Regions from separate parts of the Gossypium hirsutum genome. Here regions 1, 2, 3 and 4 are each linked to region 5. Evidence: chromatin contacts called from public Hi-C data. All regions are on one chromosome and are shown on one strand. Each heading gives the region's core, a stretch centred on a gene start, on an enhancer-like site or on the middle of the called end of the contact. The rest is flanking DNA. Distances are from core to core; before and after follow the strand shown. Region 1 holds the start of LOC107903689 (DExH-box ATP-dependent RNA helicase DExH15 chloroplastic). Region 2 has its middle 27 kb from the start of LOC107903703. Region 3 holds the start of LOC107903702 (protein PLASTID REDOX INSENSITIVE 2, chloroplastic). Region 4 holds the start of LOC107903704. Region 5 holds the start of LOC107903697 (NLR family CARD domain-containing protein 3).

What was found. A called contact is a pair of places that touch in the nucleus more often than the background predicts.
Region 1: a contact with region 5 is called in a Hi-C map of leaf, with 2.4 times the contacts expected there. The contact joins the promoter of LOC107903689 here to the promoter of LOC107903697 in region 5. A contact is called at or near these places in 8 of 34 Hi-C or Micro-C datasets (callus, leaf and seedling).
Region 2: a contact with region 5 is called in a Hi-C map of leaf, with 2.2 times the contacts expected there. The contact joins the enhancer-like site here to the promoter of LOC107903697 in region 5. A contact is called at or near these places in 2 of 34 Hi-C or Micro-C datasets (both in leaf).
Region 3: a contact with region 5 is called in a Hi-C map of leaf, with 3 times the contacts expected there. The contact joins the promoter of LOC107903702 here to the promoter of LOC107903697 in region 5. A contact is called at or near these places in 7 of 34 Hi-C or Micro-C datasets (callus, hypocotyl, leaf and 1 more).
Region 4: a Hi-C map of leaf shows a contact between it and region 5, with 3 times the contacts expected there. The contact joins the promoter of LOC107903704 here to the promoter of LOC107903697 in region 5. A contact is called at or near these places in 7 of 34 Hi-C or Micro-C datasets (callus, hypocotyl, leaf and 1 more).

The regions. Positions count from the first base shown.
Region 1 is chrD05:48,118,358-48,121,057 of Gossypium_hirsutum_v2.1, reverse strand. It overlaps LOC107903689 (DExH-box ATP-dependent RNA helicase DExH15 chloroplastic), which reads right to left and starts at 1,251. Exons shown (of 9, transcript XM_016829832.2): 1 at 609-1,251; 2 at 350-525; 3 at 1-33. The coding sequence starts at 1,103.
Region 2 is chrD05:47,372,008-47,374,707 of Gossypium_hirsutum_v2.1, reverse strand. It overlaps the pseudogene LOC107902296. Among protein-coding and RNA genes, the nearest start is that of LOC107903703, 27 kb to the left of the region's middle. Within about 2 kb of position 1,402, at least 3 of the 9 cell types and tissues checked have an H3K27ac peak or open chromatin away from gene starts, as enhancers often do. A contact at or near this core is called in leaf, where this site is marked.
Region 3 is chrD05:47,403,996-47,406,695 of Gossypium_hirsutum_v2.1, reverse strand. LOC107903702 (protein PLASTID REDOX INSENSITIVE 2, chloroplastic) reads left to right here and starts at 1,404. Exons shown (of 3, transcript XM_016829842.2): 1 at 1,404-1,882; 2 at 1,983-2,081. The coding sequence starts at 1,640.
Region 4 is chrD05:47,311,029-47,313,728 of Gossypium_hirsutum_v2.1, reverse strand. LOC107903704 reads left to right here and starts at 1,346. Exons shown (of 2, transcript XM_016829846.2): 1 at 1,346-2,072. The coding sequence starts at 1,417.
Region 5 is chrD05:47,763,444-47,766,143 of Gossypium_hirsutum_v2.1, reverse strand. LOC107903697 (NLR family CARD domain-containing protein 3) reads left to right here and starts at 1,396. Exons shown (of 19, transcript XR_001685898.2): 1 at 1,396-1,649; 2 at 1,760-2,006; 3 at 2,463-2,675. It overlaps LOC107903696 (a long non-coding RNA gene), which reads right to left and starts at 1,020. Exons shown (of 5, transcript XR_001685893.2): 1 at 349-1,020; 2 at 128-196; 3 at 1-54.

The sequences.
Region 1 (2,700 bases), core at 2-2,501, 360 kb before region 5:
AGAAGGCCAACATTATTATCCCCAAATGTCTCCCTAAAACAACAAAGATCACTATATCAGCTCGAAGGGTTCATATCACCTATAATTATTTGCACTACAATGTAAGCATGACCCAATGCCACTATTCATAGTGGCAGGGCGCCTTGAAAGTTATTTGGAGCCTGGAGGCCATATGAACTCCACAATTATGGTGAGGTTTAAATTTTAAAATTTAATGCATTAATAGCATGTTTCAACCCAAAACCACTGACAAACTAACGAAACTTAAAATTATTTGAAAAAGGTAATAGAAAACGAAAATTATAATTCATTATGCATGTTGAGAGGGGAAGAAAATAGCTCTAATTACCTAAACTGTCGAAACTTCTGATTGGATAATGCCTTAAGCGGAGTTGTATAGAATAACCTCCTTCTCCTGGCTACCGTCGCCACGGCAGCAGCTTCCGCAATTAAAGTCTTTCCGCTGCTGGTGGGCGCTGAAACCACCACAGACGAACCCCTTAAAAATGCTTCTATCGCCATTCTCTTCAAAATACAAGGGCAAGATCATTAGAACTTCAAATTCTTCTTCTTTTTTATCTTTAAAGAACATATTAAAAATAAGGAACCTGAAATTTATCAATGCGAAAATCGTAAATATCAGCGAGTGCATCGACGTCAATCATTTCCTCCCCCAATTCCTTAACTAGATTACAAAGCTTTTCAACTCGTTGCCAAGTGGATTCTATCTGCCAGTTGGATGAATCCACTGAGATTTCTTTTTCGTTTTCGTTTTCGTTTTCGGTATAGTCTTCATCTTCGTCTTCGCTCGGTCGGACATCATTGGAAACTTCACCGGAAACGTCTTCGTATTCGTCGTATTCATCAGCAGCTTCAAAATCATCGTCGTCTTCGTCATCTTCGAGTTCCTCGTCAGAGAGTTGGGGCTCAGCGGAGAAGGGAGAGCGAGGGGATTTGAAAGAGAGACGAAAAGAAAGCGGAGAGAGGATGGAAGTGGGGCGAGGGAAAGGTAGGGATTGAGAAATGGAGCGGAAGTGAGGGAATTGGGAGTGTTTGGCTTGTCGGAAAAGAGAAGGAAGGGTGAGGATTGAGAGAGTGTTCATGGCGGGAGTTGCTCAGCGGTATTGTAGACCGAGTTACTTACACCACTGGACAATCCATTTGGATACCAACCAATACAAAATTGAACCGGCGGCGGTTTGAATATTTATTTTGTTATATAAATTACAGAATATCTTTGCTTCGTTTCGTTGTCTACTTCAGCCAGCGTTACACTAGATTTTTTTTGTATGAGGATTTTTTCGCTTCCCAACTTCACCAAAAAAAAAAAGCGCTCCATTTAATATTTTATCTTTTTTTAATTTTTAAAATTATATTTTTCTATCAGATCATTTCAAAATAAATGAATGAGTAAATTGCAATGATGATTATGAGCAAAGTGAAGTGTCCATAAAGTTGATAGGTGAACCAGTGAAATGCACAAAGTAATACTTGATAAACGAATAATCATAAATGGCTTTTAAAACAAACAATATTAGAAATGTGTATGTAATTATGTGTACATGAGTTATTGTGTGGTAACGATGTACAATATAGATTTTGAAAATGTGATAAGTAAGTGCAATGCTCTAGTAAACTTAGTGAAATAGTGAGGGTACAATTAGCATACTAATAAGGATGTGCACGCTTTGTGTTGAAGATAGTGTTTAGTGTGAAGACAGATATTTATGCCATATAGCATAACACTTAAGTTCATAGTGAGGACCTTAAGTGATTTGGTGTAAGGTTGGTTACACCTTTAGTGCAAATTAGTGTATAGTGTTTGGTTGAAATCCCGAGTATCCAAATGAATTTTTCTAGAATTTACTAAGGGCTAAATGTTACAATTATTGATAATTGGAAGTAAAATTTCAATGTAAGCTAAAAAAGATAGGAATAAAATGGCATTGATGATAAGTGCAAGTAGTGATAGATTAATAGAAGAAGATTCAATAAGAGACTATTGATGCCAATAGTAATAAGTGAATTAGTGAAACAATAATTCATTAAAAGGGCTAGGTGATCAGCAAGTGAGTAAATGAACTAATAAAAAAAGTAATTGTTGGATCTAGTGCCCCAAGTGTAATATATTCGTTTTGTATACTTGTATTTTTCAAACAATTTGGTTTAATAAAAATATTTATAAATTACATTGGTACCCTTGTATATTGTCCTCAATGTTTTTGCACGCAAAGCAAAATAAAAGCAAATATTGACTCACTAGTTATCTGTAACACCCCTCGCTTGACCCAGTTGTCGGGTCCAAGCTACAAGGTGCTATAGTCGCTGTTGGAGCAACTACAGTCAATTTATAGAAAAATATTTACATGCACGTGTAATTAAATGCTAAACATATTCATTTATGGATAAACAATCAAAACAAGTCTTAACCGAGCTTATGATAGTTTTTTGTTGACTCGAGAACGCAATAGGACCAATTGCAAAGTTTCAAAATTTCAGGGCCAACGTCATGATGTCATCACTTCCACGTCGCGACATCGCCAAACAATTTGTCACATCACAACGCCAAGCCACTCGACGTCACTTATTGTCGGTCAACATTGCGATGAGAAGAGTTGCTCGTCAAGGCGTGAACTCTGTTTTTGATAAAAAAAATTGAGTCATTTGGTACCTATTTCAAACTTTCCACCAAGCATACCA
Region 2 (2,700 bases), core at 153-2,652, 390 kb after region 5:
AATTTGGACTGTCTGGACGTTGGGATTTTAAACTTTATTTTCATTTTTCATAAAATACTACTTAACTTAAACGTTTTATCGACAAAATTTATTTTTTCCTTCAAAACAATTGATTTCTAGGAAATAAACTCGATTTTCTTGTACATATTGATCTAAGAATTTTAGCTGCAAAGTATACGTTCTAAAAAATGTAAGCAAGTGTCGTTTTCAACTAAAAAGTAAAGTTAGATATGTTTTCTTTTAAACCGAGGTTTTTAAATGATAAAACTTTACGACTCTTTCCGAAATTTACAAGAACTGGATTTTCGGTTGTTATATGTAACATCTCCAGATTTGGTCATAATGTCTAGACCGGGTTTGGGGTGTTACATTTAGAATTAATGCTAAAATGACAAAATATATAAACATTGAAAGATAAATTTGTTATTATACCAATACCAATCAAAATTATGTACAATTGATAGAAGACATTAACAATGTAATTAGTTATCCTTAGTTGTTGACTTTCGAAATTAAATTAATCTAAAATTTTAAAAAAGAAATTAATTAAATTGGAGAAACCAACTTCCCATCCATCTACCGATAAATCAAAGTGAGATTTGTTATAACATGAAATTATCTTGTCGTGAAAAGTTTGTATTTTGTTAATGCAAAAGTTTTAAAGCTAAATTTAGGTCTTTTAAAGTTGGTACAACAAGTTCTAAAGAGTGTTGGAGCAAGTTTAATGCTTTAACAGAACAATATTACAAACAATTTAGAAAATGGTTTGTCGGAAAATCTAGAAAAGTCTAGCCCTAATAATTAGCAAAACATTTAATTTTTTTTATCTTTAATAAGTTGGATTTTACCAACACTCTTAATTTGTCAAATTGAAGTTATCTCATCGTAGGAGACAAACTGATAATTTTACCAAATGAATAGAAAGTTTTTGAAATTATTACTTATTGATTTCAACAAAAAGTCCAAACATTTTAGGTAGAAAAGCAATTATTTTATTTTCATTTTTGATCATTTTAATCACCATATCATTTGACTTTTGAAATTTTAGTTCAATAATATTTGAATCTATTAATTAAAACGATGAGTTTTTTTTAGTATTATATAGAAAAATCATAATAACATAATATTACACATATAATAATATAAAATTTAAAAATAATAGAATTTTAATTAACATATTAAATAATTATCATTTGAGTTCAAGCTTAAATTTTCAAAATTAAAATATAAAACTTACGAATAATATAATATTAATAGCAGAAATATGAATATTCTTATTAATTATTACGAATAGTAGCATGGAATTCATACATGGAAAGCTGAGCAGGTAGGGGCATGGGCAGTTCCGGGAATTGTGGGGGCACCAATGGTCCTCTCGCCCACTTGTATGATTAAGTAATTTATTAATTGCTTGTCCGATAAAGACTGCTCCTTCGTGATGCCCTAACCCTCCGCAGGACCACATTCTCCTCTCGCTCTTACAATTTCAACTCTTTTTCAAGTTTTGATTGCAATTGCTATGTTTTTGGATAAAAACTATTAAAGTAAAAGGATTGGGATTAAGCGCAAATATATATAGTTGACTTCAAATATGAGATGCGCTCTTATATCCAAGTTTGTGTTCATATGTTTTTAATTTTATAATATATTTTTTAATGTTATGTGTTCCTTTGTTTAAGTGAGCAAAAGTTACAATCCGGTAAAATGAAGTATTGTGAAGAGAAAGATCGGAACATATCATGGAAAATAAGTGTGATGGAATGGTCAGAGTTGTAGTGGTTGTCGTGATCTTTGAATGAAAGTTCAAAGTAAATTTTGAGTATTTAGATTTGTCAAAAGATCAAAAATCCCTAAATGAAACATTAGATCCGTTATTTAGTTTTTTCAAGATAGTTATCAAAAGAACAGTTGTGAAACAAGTTGCATATTCTGTAGATATGAAAAAGATGCCTGTTAACTCACAAGAGTATGCTATGAATGATGAGTAATCAAGGTGAAGGAAATCACGTTCATGTTACTAATAGTGAGTACTAAGAGAACAATTATGAAGACAGTGGATATAATGATAGTTTCGTGAAAATTACACTTTTGTAACTCATTTTGGTAAAAAAAGTGCTACTTGCAAACTTAACTACAAGTGCTTTAACAATTTACTCAATGTGGAGGGAGAGGAAGTAGTTATATACCCGAGAAAAGTTAAGAACTAAACTTCTTAATAGTCTCTGTGTTTGAGCTTCCAAGTCATGCTCTTCAAGGCATCCCAATAGTGGAGTAAATAGTACAATCTTACCAAGGAGTGATTCTGCAAGGAACGATATTTTCTAACACTACTATTAACAGAAGCGTTAATAACAAAAAATGATATCTATTATGTAATTAATATGGTATTGATATTAAATATTTAATATTTATAATCTAAATATTAAAAATATGTTACTAAACATTAAATAATAAACATTTTTTAAAATAGAAAAAATAAAGTACTTATAGACCTAAATGAGCTGGACTTCATTTATAATTTCAAAGCTTATTTAAAATATAAGTTGAGCTTTTAGTTATTTTTCAATTTGATAATGTATTATGTAATTAATATCATATTAAAGTTTAACATGGAACATTATAATCTAATCATAAAAAAAGTATATCATAAAAATAAATAAAAAACACAAAAATATTATAAAAAATTGAATGTGTTTTGGT
Region 3 (2,700 bases), core at 155-2,654, 360 kb after region 5:
CTATTATATATTTATAAGAATATTTGAGATTTAAATTGTATTTGATTTTTTTAAAAAATAAATTAATATTTAATATAGTAAATTAATATTAATTAGTTAGATTTACTTCATATTTTTAATAAAATCCATTAATTTCATTTCATTTATTAAAGATTATTTTAATTAATAAAATATTATTTAATATTTTATGTAAAATTTAAATATTTTATTGAAATAATATCTTATCTAAAATTTATTATTTTTATTTTATTTAGGAATAAATTTTATTTTATTAATTTTTTTGAAAAATGGTTGTTATAGAGAATTAACTAGATTTTTTTCATACCACGATATGGGTGAAAGAAAATATTTTATGTTAAAAATATTTTTCTGAATATAGGTGTTGTGGTAATAAAATTGTGTTTTAGTATTATTGAACATGTGTTCAATCCTTAGCTTTATAGTTTTTAATTCTTTTGTTTAAATGTCATATTATTATTGGAAAGAAAGAGTATTTCTATAATTTTATAATTGAGTTGGTGACTCAGATAAGGGTGACACTAACTCAATAAAGTGCTTAAATACAAGTATTAGAATTATATTAGATTTAGATATACAACTGATGGATGTAATAAAATGTGCATAATATAATTAAAATATACAAAACATTTCGGGATAAAGATTTGGTTGAGTGATAAAATTAAAGTTTTATTAATGTAAATTATTTATTAATTTTTTAAAAAATAAAAAACTAAAATGCCATAAAGTAATATAAATTATTTTAAATACAAAAGAATATTTTTATATTTTTTAATTGAATTGATACCGAATTGACTCGTAATACCAAATCAATCAAAAATTTAAATAATAATATAAATAGGAAATAATAAAATTAACACACATTCCATTTAATTTAATTGTGAATTTTTAATTTATTAACAAGTACGTTTTTCTTTTTGTTCAATAATTCATTAATAAGGAAGTTTACCTTTAAATTGGATTTAGTATTTGTATTTTAATTTGATTAATTTTAGTTTTTTTTTTAATTTTGAGTTCATTAATTTTAGTCTTAACCAAACTGTAACAATTAAGTTTGTTTAGTTAAATTTTACTATTAGTATTATATTATGCGTAAAGTTATAGATTTAGTCATCAATCTTAGTTGATATATTTTTCGAATTTCAAAATTTCAATCTTAATACAAATGACAATTGTAATTTATTAGTTGGTTTTTTGTGAGTAATATAGAAATAGTAAGTTGATATGACATTACACATACCATAATATATTTGGGGCATCAAATTTTGAAAATAGTATAACTTAATGAATTTAATAGTCACAATCTGGTCAAGACTAAAATTTTAAAATTCTAAAAGCATAAGGATCAAAAATGACTAAATTAAAGTATAATGACTAAATTCACAACTTATGCATAATACAGATACTAATAATAAAATTTAACCATGAAAAAAACCAATATTGATTTAAAATACATAATGTGAAATAATCAAGTTTTACGCTTGTAATACATCTAGAAAAAAGAAAAATGAACTAAAAGGCCCAATACCAACCCTAGCCCCCAAATTAACAATCAATCATAGGCCCAATAAAATCCAAAATTAAAAGTCCAACTCCGTCCATTACAATCCATCACCCGAAAATGGCGTCTTCTTCGTGTTCGTTGGTCTCTATTCACCCACCCTTAACTCCCGCCAAAATTCCAACCTCCACCATTCTTATCCTGCGAAACGCCGGCCTTATCCTAAACCCGCCTCCTCCTCCTCCCTCTTTTTCAACCCTCTCTTCAAAACCCATCTCCGTAAAACCGTTCCTTAGCGCTCTCAGAGCCTCGCATTCCCAGAAATACGTTTACCATGACCCTATCCCTAAGTTTGCTGAAGCCGTAAGTTTATACACTTGTATATTTAGAAAAACGTATTATGGTTTTAAGCTCCAATGATAGATTTTCTTTTGATTATTGTTGTGGATATTTGGTATAATAGGAGACCCAGAAGTTTAAAGCTGAGCTTTTCAACAAGTTATCCAAAGACAAAGACAAATTTGGTGATGACCTTGATTCTGTCATTGACGTTTGCGTTAAGGTACTTTCCCTTTTTCTTTTCCAGGAACGGCTAATTTCGGAATAACTGTTAATATATTATGAATGGTTTTTGTTGAATTCAATGAGACTTAAAGCATCACCTTCCAGCTCTATCCTTTATAAGCCCAACTCTTTTGTGTACACGAAAGCCCTGTAGCCAGCCGTTGCTTCCACCTTCGCTGTTTTTGTCACATGTTGCATATTCTTCACCGAACCTGCCAAAACTTGACATTGATAGTCTCGAACAATGATACTCAATACCACCTGTTCGACTGTTTGTTTGAACGGCTCCATCAAATTTAGTTTTGACTCTTCCCTCACTTGGCGGCTTCCAGCCCCATGTTATTGCAATTCTGCTCCCTGATGCATTCTGATTGGTATTATGGTATCCCTCTTTGTATTTTCTGATAAAACTGCTGGTAGTTAGATTGGATTGACGGCCCTCGTGTAGCTCTGCGTTCCTCAAGTTCCAAAATCGCCCATGCTGTTATCATTGCTAATTGAAGATCCTCCATACTTGCATGACTTAATTGAAAGAATGTACCACTGAACAGAATTTTTTATTTTATTGGAGCCTTGTGTCATTCTCAGGAGTCAATACCCACGATTCATGGACGTAG
Region 4 (2,700 bases), core at 97-2,596, 450 kb after region 5:
AAAAGAGGTAGGTTGGGCCCTGCGAACCCCTAGCTCTGTTTACATATATTGAAAATTAGTTGTTCTTTTGTATTTAATCGAGTGCATTTAATCACTTCAGCTTTTCTTGATATTTATTATATGAGGTGTATTTATTATTTTAGAATTTTTTAATTTTGGTTTATATTAAAAATTTACGTTATTTATTTAATATTCAATATTTGTTAATTTATCCTTATATATAAATAAATTTATTAGTATGTAAAATTAATAATTTTTATCAATATGCAAAAATAATATTTCTTAGATCGAAAATTGATTTTCTAGATCAAAACTTAATTTTAAAAGCATAAAAAAAATTAAGAGTTTAATTAAAAATTATGAGGAAATATAAGTACCAAATATTATGAGGAATACTAAATATTGATTCCTCTTGCTTTATTTATTAATTTTCAATATTTTGTATTTATTAGTATATATAATAAATTTTATTAAGATGCAAAATAATGTCTTTTTACCATCAAAAATTAATTTCTCATGCCACAACCTGAAAGCAATAACAAATGACGAGAACATATAAAAAATTTTGAAGTACTAAAAAATTATGAGAAATTACCAAAAAATTACGTGAGAGTAGCAAAATTTGAGCAAGTATCAAAACTTAGGAGAGAATAAAAAATATCAAGCTACTATTCCTTTCAAATCAAGATATATTTCATATGGGTAATTTTTACTATTAGTTCTTGTACTTTATAAAAATTATAGAATTAGTCATTATATTTTAATTTGATTAATTTTAGTTCTTGTATTTTTTCAAAATTTAAAATTTTAACCCTGACTCAAATAATAGCAGTTAAATACATTTGATTAAATTCAATTATTAGTCCTTTACTATGCGTATGCTTGTAAATTTAGTCCATATTCTCTAATTTGATCATTCTAAAATCATATATTTTTCGAACCTTGAAATTCCAGTCATGACGGAAAGATGAAAATGATAGTCGTTAATCTATTAATTAGATTTCCAACGAGTAATATGTGAGAATAATAAAGATGATATAGCATTATACATAAATAATGTGTTTTCAGAATAAGTTTTTAAAAATAGCATAACTTAATGAAAATAAAAATTATCATTTAGCGAGGGCTGAAATTTTATAATTTTAAAAAATACGGATTGAAAATGACCAAATTAAAATACAAAGACTAAATGCACAACTTTCGTAAAGCACAGGGACTAATAGCAGAATTTAACCCTTCCATATTTGTTTTACTAAGCATAAATTTGTTTTCGAAGCGTGTGACTGTTAATTTAAACCAAAGGATTAAATAAATAAATTCAAAATCTACAAGGTTTTTTTTTTTTAATTAAGAAAACCAATAAAATCGTAAATACATCAATCAAACCTGTTTTTAAACCAAAGCTATCCTATTTCTATGGCAGCAGCGGCAGCAGCACTTTCACCGTTTCTTTACTTAGATCCTAGCCAACGTCAACACTTCCATATTCACCTTAATCCCACCAAAACTCCTCCCTTTCTCTCATCTAGGAACCCTCTTCTTTCTCTCCAAAGACTCCACCAATGCAATTGCAGATGTTCTTTCCCTTCTTCCTCCCCCAACTCTGTCACTCCATCTCAGTACTACTCCTTTCTAGATGACCCATTTAGGGGAAGCCGTTTTTTGTCCAATGAGGAGCTTGAAAAGCTCAAAGCCTTGGAGTCTTTTGTTTATCTCCAAGAATTGGAATCTGGGTCGTTGTGGGTTCGGGTAATGAGGAACGAGGAGATGGATTTGACTGCTGGGTTGTTAGCTGAGTCATTCGCAGAGTCAATGTTGATGCCTTTGGGATATGGGGCTTTGTTGAGGTTTTTGGTGAAACAGTATTTGATTGAGAGAAGAGCTGTGATGCCACATGCGGTGACTCTTGTTGGGTTTTATAGAGACAAAGGTGGAGAAAAAGGAAATGAACTTGCTGGGACCGTTGAAGTTTGCTTTGATAAAAGGGGTGCTAATGCTTCTCCTCCTACACCTATACCTCCCAAGAATTCACCATATATCTGTAACATGACTGTTACAAAGCAGCTTAGAAGGTAATAGTTATTTCCTTATTTGTTGGATATTAGTGGAATCTAATAATGGCTTGTTAAATTGTATCCTGATTGGCTTTTGTGTGATCAAGATTTTCTATAGGTTGACAACTAAATAAGAGACAATGTAAGAATTGTAATGTTAAAAGTCATCTGATGGGTAATAAGTAATAACTAAGATATTTGTTCTCATTCCAAGTTGAGTTTTCATTACATTAATAGTAGTGCTACAAACTTAGCAGAGTCAAGATCACTAGCAGGTTAATTACTAAGTGGAAAACTTAGAATATGTAATGTTTAAGCCATTTTAGGAATAAGAAGCGGTTCCTGTAGTCAATATGCTCTCATTCTAGGTTGAGTTCTTCCTTTGTCAGCTTCTTCTTCCTCTGATATTTCATTGATGGAAATATATTTGGAAAAGCTTTTCCTTGGCTTTAAAATTAGGACCTATGTTTGGTTAATTCGGGTGAGTATCATATATGATATGTGTTTGAAATGGTTATATTCTAGTCTTTTTAAGATTTATATGGTTAGAGGTTATATTCTGTTATACCTACCACTCGGGCCTAACATGTGATAGATTCAAAAGACTCTACGTGGGCAACATAGAGGGTCCTGCACCCTTCCGATC
Region 5 (2,700 bases), core at 147-2,646:
GCAGATCTGAAGTTGAAGGAAGCCTCCACGTCTTTCGAGATTGCCCTATGACAACTGAAGTATGGTATCTGTTAAATTTCTCATGGATTATGAATAATACGAGTCAATCTATGTGGGAGTGGCTAACCTGGGTTTTCAAGAGGAGTAACAGCTGTCAATGTCTTCTTTTCTGTTATGCGTTGTGGTGGATATGGTTCTCCAGAAATCAATATATTCACGAGAGGAAAAACACAACAGGAAGGGCTTTAGTACTTAATATTTAAAGATACATGGCAGAACAGGAATGATTAAAAGCTTTAAAGAATAATGAGAGTATATGCAGAAGCTATGGAGTACAAGAGGACATACCGAGAGTCAGGATCCTTTTTGATGCTGTGTACGACAACAAAACTTTCAGATCAGCTTCCGACCTGGTAGGATGGAATCTGAGGGGAAACTTAACAGTGTTAAAGACAGTTATTCATAGCAATGTTCCTTCTCCTTTTGCGGCAGAGGCATATGCATGTTTAGATGGTACAAAGCTAGGGATTTCACTAAGAACCCACTCAGTAAAACTTATGGGGGATTCAAGAACAGTAATAAGGAAATGTCAGGAGACTACCACAGACAAATCAGCAATCGGAGCCATTATCAGAGATATTCAGAGCAAGAAATCTGATTTTCAAGAACTCATTTTTTAGTATATTCATAGATCAAAGAACTCATATGCTCACAGATTAGCAAAAAATGCGCTTGAAAAAGGAGAGACTACTTATCTGAGGGGAGAAGAACTGGATCGCCATAATTTTGCCTCGGTAGAAATTTGGCCAAGAAATCTAGATTGAAGATTTGATTCACAGAAGAAGAAATCAAAATAGATAGCAGAGTGAAGTATTAATGCCTTGGGGACTGCTGTCGATGGAACGTTAGGAGCTTTGGAAATGACGATTCAATTGATATTTTTGGAGTCCAGCTGTGTTTGATTTGACTGGGTTAGGTTTTGAATTGTTTTTTTAATTTCATTTATTGTTTCTCTAGTTCCGTTTAGTTAGAAAGAAGTTGGATAGTTTTCAATTTAGTTTTCTTTGACATATCTTTGGGCCATTGATTGGGCCGCCTGTTAGTTTTTTTTTCTATCTCAATAAAACCCCAGTCTTATTTTCAAAAAAAAATGTTTCTAATTATTTGATCAAATTTAAAAATGATCATAAAATATGTATGATTTTATTATTTAATTTAAAAAATAGATATATAATTTTATCAATTTTTAGAAAATCTAAATAAATATATATAAATGACACCCAGTTATTATATAAAATAAAAAAATTATTGAGAGAATTATTAAAATTGCTTAAGCCGGCCTGGCCCGGACAGATCATCATCAAATTCTTATAGGGATCAAGATAAACCCAACCCGCAAAGTCTTGTTTGTTGAATGCAAACTTTGCAAAGTCCATATGCTTTTATTTTTAGTTTTTTGGTTTTATAATTAGACAACATTCTGGAGATACTGTCGCTCTGTTCGCCGCTCCTATCCCTTCTCCTTCTTCTCTGTAAACTGTGAAGTCCAACCGGTAGGTGCAAGATAGCAGCCTCTCTACCCTTATGCGCATTTAACCTCCACTTCCATGGCCCTCACTTCCACTCTCCCTCTATACTCTCATCCCAAGGTAATTACACGCGCTCACTCTTTTTCGAAATCTCTTCGGTCTCTCGAAAGGTGAAGCTCACTCTATTTGTTTATATGTTTCGTTATTCTCTGGTTCTTCCGATGAAGCAGAGGCTTGGCCTTCAAGCGTTGGCTTCGGACCACGGCCGCTGTCTTGGTCATGATTCCGCTTGGTTTATTACTAGGAGACGTTACTCCAGGTCCAAGAGATTGGTGGTAGCGGCAGCGTACGGTGCGGAGGGAGGCGCGAGGCGGCGTGTTTACAGACAGTCGCAGGCGAAGCAGCCTCTCAGTAGTGCTCCGAAGCAGATTGCAACCTTTGTGGCGCCCGCTGGCGTTTTTATCGCCGCTACTTTTGGTATGGATTTCCGTTTCTCTTCTTCTCTAGTGGATGGTGAATTTGGAATAATGTAACTGATTGCATTCCTATTTATAAATTCATGAGTTTCGTCAATAATTTTGATGAGGTTGTTGAAATTCCCCAATTTGGTTGAGCACAATGAAAATTTACTAGCGCTCTGGTTTTTCTTGATTGCTTACTCAGGCCATAGCTATAAGCATTACATTTGTTAATGGCATTTGATTTTTAATCCGACTTTAGCATTTATTTTAGTCTTTAAGCCAACGTGTTGTCAGTTCTTATACCTTACTATTTCTTTCTGTTGCGCTAGGCATATGAATGGCATTTTGGAATCTTTCTTTTCCTTTTATTGGGGATGCGTTAGGCTTTGTATGGAATGTTTACACGAGTGCAGCACATATTCTTTGTTATGTTTATCCTATATGTACCCTAATTGATGTCTTCAGCTGACAGTTTTATGGAAATTGGTGGAGAAACTCCTTATGCCGAAGCCATCTAGGTCTTCATCTGTTGAAAATAAATCTCCTTCACAAGGAGTGAAGTGGTCTTTTGCCCCAGGAACAAATCTATTGTCAGGTGTTACTGCTAAGATTGATAGACAGTCAAAGCTGACACTCAATGAGTTTGCCAAGGAACTTAGGGCATTCAGCAGTGTTGATATGTCAGGTATGCTGACTGATTTTAGACTATT